Linked DNA regions of Zea mays: region 1 is linked to region 2. The links are chromatin contacts, called in public HiChIP or PLAC-seq maps. All regions are on one chromosome and are shown on one strand. The core of a region is the stretch at or near the end of the contact, and the rest is flanking DNA. Distances in the headings are between cores, read along the strand shown.

What was found. HiChIP or PLAC-seq counts read pairs in DNA pulled down with a chosen protein or histone mark.
Region 1: an H3K4me3 HiChIP or PLAC-seq map of leaf shows a contact between it and region 2, with 2.5 times the contacts expected there. The contact joins the promoter of LOC103629848 here to the promoter of LOC100192496 in region 2. A contact is called at or near these places in 1 of 25 Hi-C or Micro-C datasets (endosperm) and 1 of 3 datasets of contacts at active chromatin or transcription factors (leaf).

The regions. Positions count from the first base shown.
Region 1 is chr6:116,224,439-116,230,470 of Zm-B73-REFERENCE-NAM-5.0, forward strand. It overlaps LOC103629848 (cationic amino acid transporter 8, vacuolar), which reads right to left and starts at 4,106. Exons shown (of 2, transcript XM_020539427.3): 1 at 2,118-4,106; 2 at 1,067-1,994. The coding sequence starts at 3,929. The coding sequence ends at 2,139.
Region 2 is chr6:115,932,824-115,938,489 of Zm-B73-REFERENCE-NAM-5.0, forward strand. It overlaps LOC100192496 (putative glycogen synthase kinase family protein), which reads right to left and starts at 3,969. Exons shown (of 12, transcript NM_001137716.1): 1 at 3,746-3,969; 2 at 2,734-2,826; 3 at 2,580-2,639; 4 at 2,222-2,494; 5 at 2,059-2,133; 6 at 1,894-1,950; 7 at 560-700; 8 at 380-430; 9 at 141-236. The coding sequence starts at 3,829.

The DNA of each region.
Region 1 (6,032 bases), core at 2,856-5,355, 290 kb after region 2:
TCGCTTGAGGAGGCCCTCGGGTGAGGCGTGAATTCGCCTGGGACTACTGTTCCCGCCCGAGGCTGGGCTCGGGCGAGGCGAGATCACGTCCCTTGAGTAGACGAAGCCTTGACCTTAATTGCGTCCATCAGTCTTTGCAGCTTGTGCTGATGGTGGTTACCAGCCATGTTTAGGAGTGTTGAGGGTACCCCTAATTACGGTACCCGACAAGTAGTGATACACATATGCACATACATATTATCACATACATTACTGTGGTTTTCTGGATTGAATTAAAACTAAAAAGGCCTATTTATCTAACACCAAGCGCCAGCCTGTCGTCTCTTGCTCCAGCGCTGAGGCCGAGTACCGCGCTGTGCCCAACGATGTGGGCGAGGCCTCCTGGCTACGCCAGCTTCTCTAGGAGCTCCACAGCCCCTCTAGTGTGTCGTCCTCGTCTACTGCGACAACGTCAGCGCGGTCTATCTCTCCACTAATTCCGTGGACCATCAGCGCACGAAGCACGTGCAGATCGACATGTACTTCGTCCGCGAGCGTGTCGTCGTCGGTGACGTTCGGGTTCTCAGCGTCCCACCACGCTGCAGTTCGCCGATATCTTCACTAAGGCGCTACTATCGAGAGTTTCGTTTTAGTCTCAACATCTGTATAGGTTAGAGTGAGATTGTGTGGGTGTTAGAGTGTTGTTTACGTCACTGTATATATCTGTGTTGTATTGGATCTTGACCTACAATACTTAGCTATATATACACTCCATACCTTGATTAGGATTAAGGTTTCCCATTCCAACTAGCGGAAGCTGGTGGTGGCGCATTGTCACGGCCAGCAACGCGGGGCTGATGAAGCTGAAGCCCAATAGGAGGGCCGGAACGACAGTGAAGCACATAACTAGAAGCTAGGCGTATTTTTGTAATAGGAGACGTACTGTGTGGAACCCATGTACCAGGATATCGTCGGGCATATTTTTTGAACGAAGATATCGTCGGGCATATGAGCCGTGACTGTTAGCGTCTCGTCAGCGCAGAGAGGAGAAGAGAAGAATCGGGATGCGTGGAGAAGAAGAATAGTGTAGCGACGAGGGGAAATGTGTTACGTAAGTATCTGTTCTTCGATGCGTTACAACCTCTCGTTCATTTATCTCTCTTATACTCCCGTGACAACGGTCCAGTCCAATCCCCTGACACGATCACTCGGACCCATTAACTCGAACGTTGGTACGCTCTGACTTCTCCTGTTAACGCCCCTGTTCACATCCCTAGTTCTCTTTTTCAGGTGTCGTTGTCACATGCGTTGCCTGCTTTGGCTGCTTCGTGTGTAGCATGACTAACAGTGACTGGACTCTAAGCACGATTCACCCACCATCTGGAAATAGAAGAGCAGTAGAGGACGCACCTGGCAGCCCTCCGGCTGTCACAGCGTGCCCTCGCCATCGCCGCCTCGCTCTCCGGCGATCCACTGCGCTGGCTCACGTCTGACGAAGGCGCGTTGGGGCAACGGGTCGTCACACGCATGTAGTGGTCGATCGCCGGCGACGGCGAGAGGAAAACGGATGCATCAGCCGAGACGCGAGGAGCGCCGCCGTCCACGCGGCAAGCTTCCTCATGTTGGTCTCATACTCCCTGTCCTCCTCGTTCCCCGATTCCCGCTTACCGCCATCTCCGCAACCGCCGCCGGCATGGTGTCCTCGCCGCGGATTGGGGCCTCCGCCGCCACGTACGGTAACCATAGCCGCGCAGCCAAACTCCGCTGATCCGAAGCCGATCGCCGCCGCTCACCGGAAAAAAAATTCGCGAGGAAATCGAGAATTATCCTTTTATTTATTATTAACAGCGCTGAGCCGAGAAAGTGGCAGCCACTGCAGTCAGTGGATCTCAATCCGCAAAATTGGCGTACTTTTTTCTTTGCTTTCAATGCACTGATTGAGTCGACCATCCATATGAACAGTTGATACGATTGGTTATCATTCTCCTTTCTGCCAGTCTCCATCAGCTGCGTGTCTTTTCTTTTAACCAAAGCATAAAGTTGTCGGCATTAAATAATTGATGACAATAACAAGGCGTTCATGAATCACGAGGTTTCAACCCTACACTACAGTTGAACAAACCTTTTGCTCAACTAACCAAGAAATGGCATCCTCTGTGTCACACCGGCATTATCTTCCTCTGCTCCACGCCGTCGGTGGCAGCGTCGGGCGCCGATGTCGTCTGACCTTCAGAGTGCACCATGTCATAGGTGGCGTGCACGCTGAAGAGCACGTAGTACACAAGCATCGCCGCCGTGCAGATGCCAAAGCGCATGTAGGCGAGGGAGCCGAGAGAGCCCATAAGGAAGAGGTTTGTGGCGACGGACATGGCCGGCAGCCACGGCATGAGCGGCGCGCCGTATACCCTGGGCGCGCGCTGCTGCTCCGCGAATAGCGCCAGCCCCGCCGTGCCGGCCGCCCACAAGGCGCCGAACGCTACGTACCCGGGCCACCGAGCAGCGTAGCCCGAGTTGTAGTACACGGACAGCCCGATGGACGACAGCACGATCAGCGCCAGGAAGCCGACGAAGGTGCGGGCCTGCGCGGGGGACGTGGTGCCCGCGACGTAGTATCGTCGGACGAGGAGCGCCACGGCGACGAGCGCGAAGATGAAGAGCGTGCTGATGGAGGAGACGGACGCCAGCACGTCGAGGCTGGAGAAGAGCGCGACGCAGGCGGCGCCGAGCGTGACGGCGATGGTGGCGTAGATGGGCGTGCCGGTCCTGGGGTGCACGAGCGCGAAGTAGGGCGGGATCATGTGCGTGCGCGCGATCTGCGTGGTGTAGCGCGCCTGGCCGAGCGCGCCGACGAGGAGGCCGCTCGTCATGCCCTTGAGCGCGCCGAGCGCCACGACGTAGCGCGCCCACTTCATCCCGGCCGCCGCGAACGCCACCGAGTAGGCCGCGTTGGCGTCAATGTCGCTGTAGCGCTGCATCCCCACGAGCGCGAGGGACATGGCGCAGTAGACGAGGGTGATGGCGGACATGGACGAGATGAGGCCCAGCGGCACGTCGCGGCCGGGGTTCTTGGTCTCCTCGGCCATGGTGGCCACCATGTCGAATCCCGTGTAGGACCAGTACACGACGGCCGCCGCGCGGAAGACGCCCGCGGCGCCGAAGGGGAAGAATGACGGCGCGAGGTTGGCTGGCTCGAAGTGCGAGAACCCCGCGGCCAGCACGAACGCGATGATGGCGATGCCGACCGCGGACGCCACCGAGTTGACGGTGGAGGTGAGGCGCGCGCCGGACACGGCGAGCGCGGAAGTGGCGCACAGCACGACGACGGCGATCGGGTCCAGCAGATTGAAGCCGTCGGCGAGCGCGGGGACGTGGATGCGGAGCGCGTCGCTGTCGCGGCCGATGAGCGCCGCGAGGTACGACGTCCAGGACCGGCCCAGGCCGGCCGCGCCCACCACGGCCTCGAGCAGGATGTTCCCGGCGGCGATGAACGCGGCCAGGTCCCCGAGCTCGACGCGCAGGTACGAGAACGAGCCGCCAGCCGACGGGATCTCGCCGGCGAGCTCCGCGTAGCAGAAGGACGAGAGCAGCGCCGAGAAGCCCGCGGCGGCGTAGGCCAGCGGGATGGCCGGGCCGGCGTCGAACCGCGCCTCCTGGCCGGTGAGCACGAAGACGCCCGAGCCGACGACGGAGCCGAATCCGAGGAAGGCGAGATCCACCCACGACAGGCACCGCCGGAGGGGATTCTCGCTCTGGGCGAGCAGCGTCCCCGCCTCGACGGCCTCGGAGGAGCGACTCGTGACGCGGTCGCGCAGCCGTGGCCCAGTGGACAAGAGCGCGCCGCCGTACGCGCGCCAGCTCTGGAACGAGGGCTCCGGGAAAAAGTCGGCTTTGCTCCACCGCCAGTACCCGTGGCCCGCCGCCGGCTCGCCCCCCATCGCTGTCGACGTCATCGCGGATGTGTTTTAGCTAACACGATCTATAATTTCTGCTGGCACAAGGATTTATTTGTTGGATTTTTAGAGAAATAATGGGACGAGTTGGGCGAAGGCCCGTGGACAGATCTGTTAGGCTTGATCTTATTTAAAATTTAAACTCGGCCCGTGTTGGACTCCACTAACACGATTTCCACGCGAAGTGTAGGCTCGGTTATTTCTATTTCATACGGATCGAATGTGATTAGAAAAAAAATATGTTTTTTTAACTTATTTAAAATTTAAACTTACTAAATTGTACTCAATCTATATAAAAATTGAGAGTAAAATAAATAAGCCCTACAGAAATTAGGGGCGTGACCGCGTGACGACGCACGAATTAACATCCGCCATACGCCCATACCTTGGGAATTGGGATCTGAGCGGAGGATACTCTTTGCGAAGCGAACACATGGCTGAGAGAAAAATCCAACGATGCGAGCTGCACTTATGGGGCGTGTTATTGCAGCGGGCCTTAATTGGGCTGCACCGAGCGGCTATGCTGTGCACCTTGCCTCAGACCAACTTCCCAAACAGCCACGCTAAGTAGAAGCGAGTAGGCAGTTGGGAACAGCTGATGTAACCGAACGTGGCTGGCAATGCCCACTAATCCACTATCCTGATTCTTCGTTGGGGAATTCTTCTCTTAGGGCTTGTTCGGTTATTCCTGTCCCATGTGGATTAGATGGGATTGGAAAAAATACGAAGGATTTTAACTTGTTCGGGATTTAAACTCATCCAATCTCACTCAATCCACATGGATTAAGAGGAAAGCGAACAAGCCTTTACGTGGATATAAAAGGGAAAAAACTCTTAACTGACAGGAAAACGGGTACAAAGATTTCTCATCCCTATTTTCACAGGGACTGTTAAACTTACATACGACGATATTTTTTATGTAATAATTAATGATAAAAATAAATAATTACCTTGTCAAGAGACCACTTATTATATAAATATATCTATTTTTATGTATATATAATATTTTTTACACCTGACAATGTGTATAAGTGACAATATTTTCCATTAATAATAAAGAAAGTATGTTCTAAGTACAATTTAGGTGGGGACGGGGATCCCCGATGGGGATTTATCCCGGCGGGAAACGGGGACGGGAAAATTGTCCTGCACAAGCGTTCGTGAGGATCTCCGCGGGGAAAAAAATTCGTCGCGGAAACGAGAATGGGGAGCTAAAACCTGACAGGGAATTCTCCATTGCCACCCTTAAACGTGGCGCATGACATCTCCATCCTCTATGCAACACATAGCTGGATTTATACCCACCTTAAGAGCATCTCCAACAATGACTTGTCTCAGTGCCTTAAATTAAATTATAGAGTTTAAGCTAAAAAAATTGCTCCAACACTAACCTAATTTATAAAAGTTTGTTAAAAATAATCACCTCCTAAAGCGCCACAAATATACTGCACTTTATTGGGCTGCCCATATCTAGATCTAATAAACGGACATTTTAGAAAACTTTTCCTCGAATAGGGTAGATTAACATATTTCGGTTAATCACTTGACTTGGGGCTTTATTGCTAGAGCTTAATTTTTTGTTGGTTCCCTAAATTATATAAAATATATTTATTTTAAATTTTTAGGACACTTTTATAAGGCACATTGTTGGAGATGCTCTAACACTACCTCCAGCAAACTCACTATTTCAAACTACACTATGCAAATAGTGCAATCTACAGTACAAAATAGTATTTTGTATGACCATTTACACGGTCTGCTAGAGATGACCAAGGCTGTCTCCAGCAGTTCTCCTATCTCGTACCCTATTTTAAAGTTTTTTTTAAATTGGTGCCCTCAGTTTTGGTGGTGTGCTCACCTATACCCTTAGTCGTGTTTTTTGCTCAGCTGTGCCCTTCCAGTGCTATAAAACAGAAGGGCACAGCTGAGCAAAAAACACAACTAAGGATATAGGTGAGCACACCACCAAAACTGAGGGCACCAACTTAAAAAACCCTTTTTTAACTTCGCTCTATAAACAGTGTCATATAAAGTGTCGTGTTCCGTATTTTACACAATCCACGGAAGACAACCTAACCCTAGATAATCGAAACCTTTGGTTTT
Region 2 (5,666 bases), core at 2,719-5,218:
ATCTGAACTTCGGAAAGTGGTGGAATGTCAAATTCCAAACTAAATAAGTTACTTTATTGAGTGAATTTCAATTCCTCTAAAATGAAGGGATCCAAACACCCTATTAGAGGATTTTTCACAGACTACAAATGTGCACACACCTTGTGCCATGGACATGCTTTTATCTGAGGAAACTTGAATTCTGTATAGTTGGGATTCATACAACGAATTTCCTCTCGTGTTGGGGTGCCCAAAACCTGCAAAAAGTTAATCTTTGTTCAATTCTGGAAAGTAGCAAACCAGTGTTCTTAAGGTGGTAAGGCGAGGAGTTGGACCACCGCCTCAATCGCAAATATCTTCCTTACAATAGTCAGTTTTTGAATGCATGCAAAACCATTACCTTGATAATCTCAACCAGCTGGTCCACAGCACTTTCCCCAGGAAATAATGGCTAATAAATTGCAAGAAACAAATATAAGTAAATTAGTATAACTTCACTGCTGAAATGGCATCACAATGGCATAAAAGATGTAGAGAGATGCAAGCAAAAAAAAAGAAAGCGGGTAACTAAAGCACTTACTTGACTAAGAAGAAGCTCAGCAAGAACACATCCAGCTGACCATATATCAATAGATGTTGTGTATTCAGTTGCACCAAATATGAGCTCAGGAGCACGATAATAGCGTGAGCATATATATGATATATTAGCTTCACCTTTAATCTGATATGTTGGCATATTTTAAAGATAAGATTCAAAGTTCTGAACAAAAAAAATCAGAGAAGTATTGGAATGCAAAATGTTTGGAGAGTACTCCCTCTGACCCAAAATAAATACACACCTTGTTCCTCAAGTCAAACTTTTTTTAAAAAAAATGACCAGGTATATAGAAAATAGTATCAATATTTGTATATCAAAATAAGTCTATTATGAAAGTATATTCCATGATCAATGTAATAATACTTGTTATGCATCATAAATATTAGTATCTTTTTGTATATATTTAGTCGACTTAAAAAGGCTTGACTTCTCGATAAGCAAGATGTGCACTTATTTTGGCATGAAGTACTCAAAGTTGGATTTAGCGTTTTATCTAGAACAAAGTTTACCGATGGAAGGATAGAATAAGGTTTTTCATAGTAACATGGCGCAGAGAAACCAGCTAACACCACACATACACAATACTACTTCCAATTCATACAACCCAACAAGTGTTTAACCTTGAGTTCCAATGTTATCATAGTAGATTTGTTTTACAAGAATGTTATCATAATATCATTGAGTGAAGTTCAGAATTCCTAGTAATTTGGATTGATTTTGATAAAATATCAAATAAGGCTATGAGGTCAGCTGAATCCACAGGATCAAAAGTGTTAATGCTGAAGATTTTCAACTGAAAGAATTAAAGAAATTAAAATTCAATTAATACATCCTTAATATTTAGAATTAAACTCAATAAGGTCAAGTCCATGATTTGATACTACATTTTAAAAGACATCCCTTGCAGCTTGTTCGGTTAATCTCCTCCCAATTGGGATTGGAGGGTATAGGGCATGGCATTTGGTCCCTCCAGATTGGAGGTCCTCAAATCCCCTGCCCATACCCTCCAATACACAGGTTTTTCCAACGAGCAAGCCCTTACAGCTAAAATTACATTAAGCAAGAATCATACAGTTCCCACGTCTTGACCTAACTCTGAAAAATAAATAGAGACGTTCAACCATATGAATCAGCATGTCATTCATGCTAGAGTCTCGTTAATCATTTCATGACATACAAATTAGCATATGTGCATATCAATATCTCGTATCAGCTCAATGCAAATTTATTTTGTCTTGTCAGTTTCAATTCTATAAAAAACATATTGAAATTAAAAGATCTTATTTCTTGCTGTTATCATTAGAGCATGTACATACCAAGATTTTAGCACTCCCGAAGTCACAAACCTTGACTTGGTGGGAAAGAGGATCCACCTATCAAACAATAAGAAAAAGAGAAGGCCAGCATTTTCCAACTGAACGTCATGAACAAGAAGCGGGAACAAGCACATGCTTAGCATAAAAAACACTAAACCAGCATACCAAGATATTCTGAGGCTTAATATCTCGGTGACAAATTCCTGGTACAGTATGAATATAAGCTAGTCCCCGGAATATCTGCACAAGATATGAAAAATGTAAATATATTAAACACCTCTTCTAGCACATGCATATCAAGATAGAATGCAATTCTACCACTACCCACCTGGTACATATACAATTTAACATATATAAGGGGCATCCTCTGCTTCATGTCTTTGTAGTGTTTCAGAACGCGATAAAGTGACTCTGGAACAAACTCCATGACTAAGTTAAGGAAAAGTTCATCCCTACTTGTGGTAGAGAAGAAACAATGCTTCAGGGAAATGACATTGCAATGGTCAATTGATCGCATTATTTGTAACTCCCTATTCTTGTATCTTTTGTCCTGTAGAACCTTCTTAATTGCAACGGTTTCACCAGTCTCAATGCATTTTGCCTGAGTTTATGCACGCACCATCAACAAAATATGAGCCAAAGTGAGAGAAAAAACTAGGCCAAGTTGGAGAAAAAGAAACGCTAACCTGGAAGACAACCCCAAACGATCCAGTTCCAACAACTCGCTCAGCCATATAGCTGATGGTCTAAAGGGCACCAAATCAAGAGCTAAGTTAGAATGTTATTAGCATTGTCATGTAATTCAGCAAGATGAAGTGAATTTCTTTCTCCAAAACCTACCCTCTTTGGTTCACCATTCTTTCCCCCAATCGTAGTCGATATTATGTGGCCTGTCACTGCATCACTTCCCCCCGCAATAATAGTGGCGACATGCTGTCATGTAACACAAATGACAGGTGAGACATAATCAAAATGAGTAGCACCAAAGCAATAAAAAAAGGGCTATGTACTAGGTGAGGTACTTCGGCATTAGCATTCCGATGTTTCACCAGGTTTGTGGCAGAAACATTAGCAAGCACCAGCACAGAAGGATAACGTTGCCCCCGACTGAACAAACCAAAATACCACTACATGGATACCCGATGCCACATTACCAAGAGCAGCATAAAATATGCACTTCAAACCACCGAGTATTTCCGACTCATTGAATCCATACGCAAGCAACTAAGGTACAGGTCAGAAACTTACAATGCAAAGAAAACCACTAGATTGCGAAAGGCTGAGAAGGCCATGGAAAACTTTGGACAGAAATGTAACAGCTAAGCCAACTGGCACTTCACATGAAAGTCAAACATCAAAACCGGGTAACTGAAACTGTAGCTACCAGACAACTTGTAGAACACATTCCGTCCGGCTTTGGACACGATCCAAAGCAACACGAGAGTGGGAACGCTAGCATGGCGCGCACGCAAAGTTGGCCGAAGAGGAGAGAGCATCGAGCAGCAGGTCCCCTCCCCCGAAAGCAATGCTACCGCAGCTCTAACGGTCTCCAACGAGAATCCATCTGCATCCAAATGCGCACAAAAAAAAAAGAGGGCGCAAGCCATTGGAGCGAAGCAGCAGCAAGCGAGCAGCCCAAATCATGAGAAGCAGCAGCACAGATGTCGCAGTTAGACGAGAACCAGGACCGCGTCCAGGGAACCGAGAACGCCGCAACTAGCAGATCCGCGGCGCGTATGCAGATCCACGCACACGCAGGAGGGGGAGCAACAAGCAAGCAACCATAGCCCCTAGAGCGCAGAAGTCCCCTCCCCGCCGGCGAGCGCAGAGATGAAGTGAAGCGCGCACTCACCTTCTCGTCGGCGGAGGCGCGCGGAGGGTCGACCTCCATGGCGTCGGCGGTGGGGTTGGGCCCCCCACCGAGCGCGGTGGCCATGTGGGGCGGTCGCGCGGCGACAGGCTTCTCTCTCCTCGGTGATGGGGGAGGGCTGCTGCTGCTAGCGTGACCGTGAGAAGGGGACCATTGGTGGGCACTGTCCCTGTCAGCTCTCACTGTCCACTACCACGCCTCTTTTTTATTCCTGGTCTTCTCCCTTCTGCCCGTTGGCAAAAGAATGCCTCTTCAGTTTCATTTTGTCCGAGCGGGGCATTTTTGGTCGTGGTTCGTGGGAGTGTAGTTTGGGTGTACTGGGCTTGGGCCAGCAGCCCAGAATGACTTTACGGGTGGGGTGGGGTGGGGTGGGGTGGGACTGCTCGGGCTCTACACAGCCCACGAAATGGTATGAAAACAATTCCACTTAATTATGCTTCTTGTTGAATAACTACGTTACATAGATCGCCAAATCTGTTCCTTTCACGTCCATCAGCAGATTAGGCGCGGAGAAGCTGTAGCTCTAGTTTCCTTTTCCAGAAGCACGACAGATTAACACACACAAGAGACATGATATAGGGTTGAGCCTTTAACCTCTTTCTCTTCTCTATTCCATATGAGGGGTATAAATTCTATATATAGAGATGTGGTATCCCTTAGGGGTATATTCAGTATGAGCCCACCAAACCTTAGAGTTAGGTTTCTTAACACTCCCCCTTGGGCGAATACCGCGACCAACATATGCCTCGTTAAAACTTCTAAAAACCCAGTGGAAAATATGGAGAAAGAGCACATGGTGATGCGTATTGCATTTGCACTTTGGTGCCTCGTTAAAACCTTATGTGAGAAACTTCAGGAAAACTCACAGGAGTACAATAACTATCATCAGGGCATATTTTGATCTTCTGGATCTAGATTGTATTGAATCTTCTACAAGCTCTAACTTTAGAAATATGTTCCACTGATCTTTGTAAAACTATTTCAATATGGCAAAACACCTTCTGGAAGTATATGCACATAGAGATTTAGCAACTATTTCCTTATGCAATGGAAATATAAGCTCAACTCTTAGGAAGCTTCGGAAGACAACAACTATGTCTTCCTTTGGCTTTGGCACTAAATCATCGCCTCCTAGTCAAACCCAGTCAATATAACCAAATCGATTGAGTACCTCAATATATCCCTCTTTGATCTTTGATTTGCCAAAGTCCACATGACTTGGCTTTGTTGGATGGATGATGGTATTGTCCTCCTCAATGTCAATATCGTCGCTGTCCTCAGAAGGATCCACGGCAACAACTTCGGTCTAGCAGGTGGTGGCCTCTATTGCCTCATTCAAATCACCAAGCTTTGCCTCTGGTGCATTCGACGAAGGTGGCAAGAGCACCTCTGGGACAGATCGCTCCTGAGCCATCTCTAATGAAAAAGTGTGTGCTTCGCAACTAGCTAAGGCTTGTTTGAAGGCAGTCAAATCGTTCGAAGCAAGCTTCGAAGGTATAGCAAGCCTTAACAGCAAATGAGAACGACCAACAAATGACGTGCCAATGTCGTTGGGCATCGTTCATTTTGTACGCGCAATCTTCGAGCTATCTTGTGTTAATAAGCCGAGGGTATGTTTACAAATGTATTTAATATGAAGGAAGATGGAATAAAATTGTGCAGGCATACGAGATGAGTATTTCATGTCGTTTTTTTAACATCTTTCCATTTAAACATTATCATATTCACACCCTTCTTCGTACCTTCGTCCTTGAATTATCCCTTCGGAGAAGTGATAATTTATGAATGGAGGTTTGAACTTAACTTGCGTTGCCTTGTTTTCGATGCCATGTAGCAATTAAAAATAAGATCCCAATAACGACCAAAGCACTCAGCAAAAAAGGCACACCTGGGAACCGCTAAA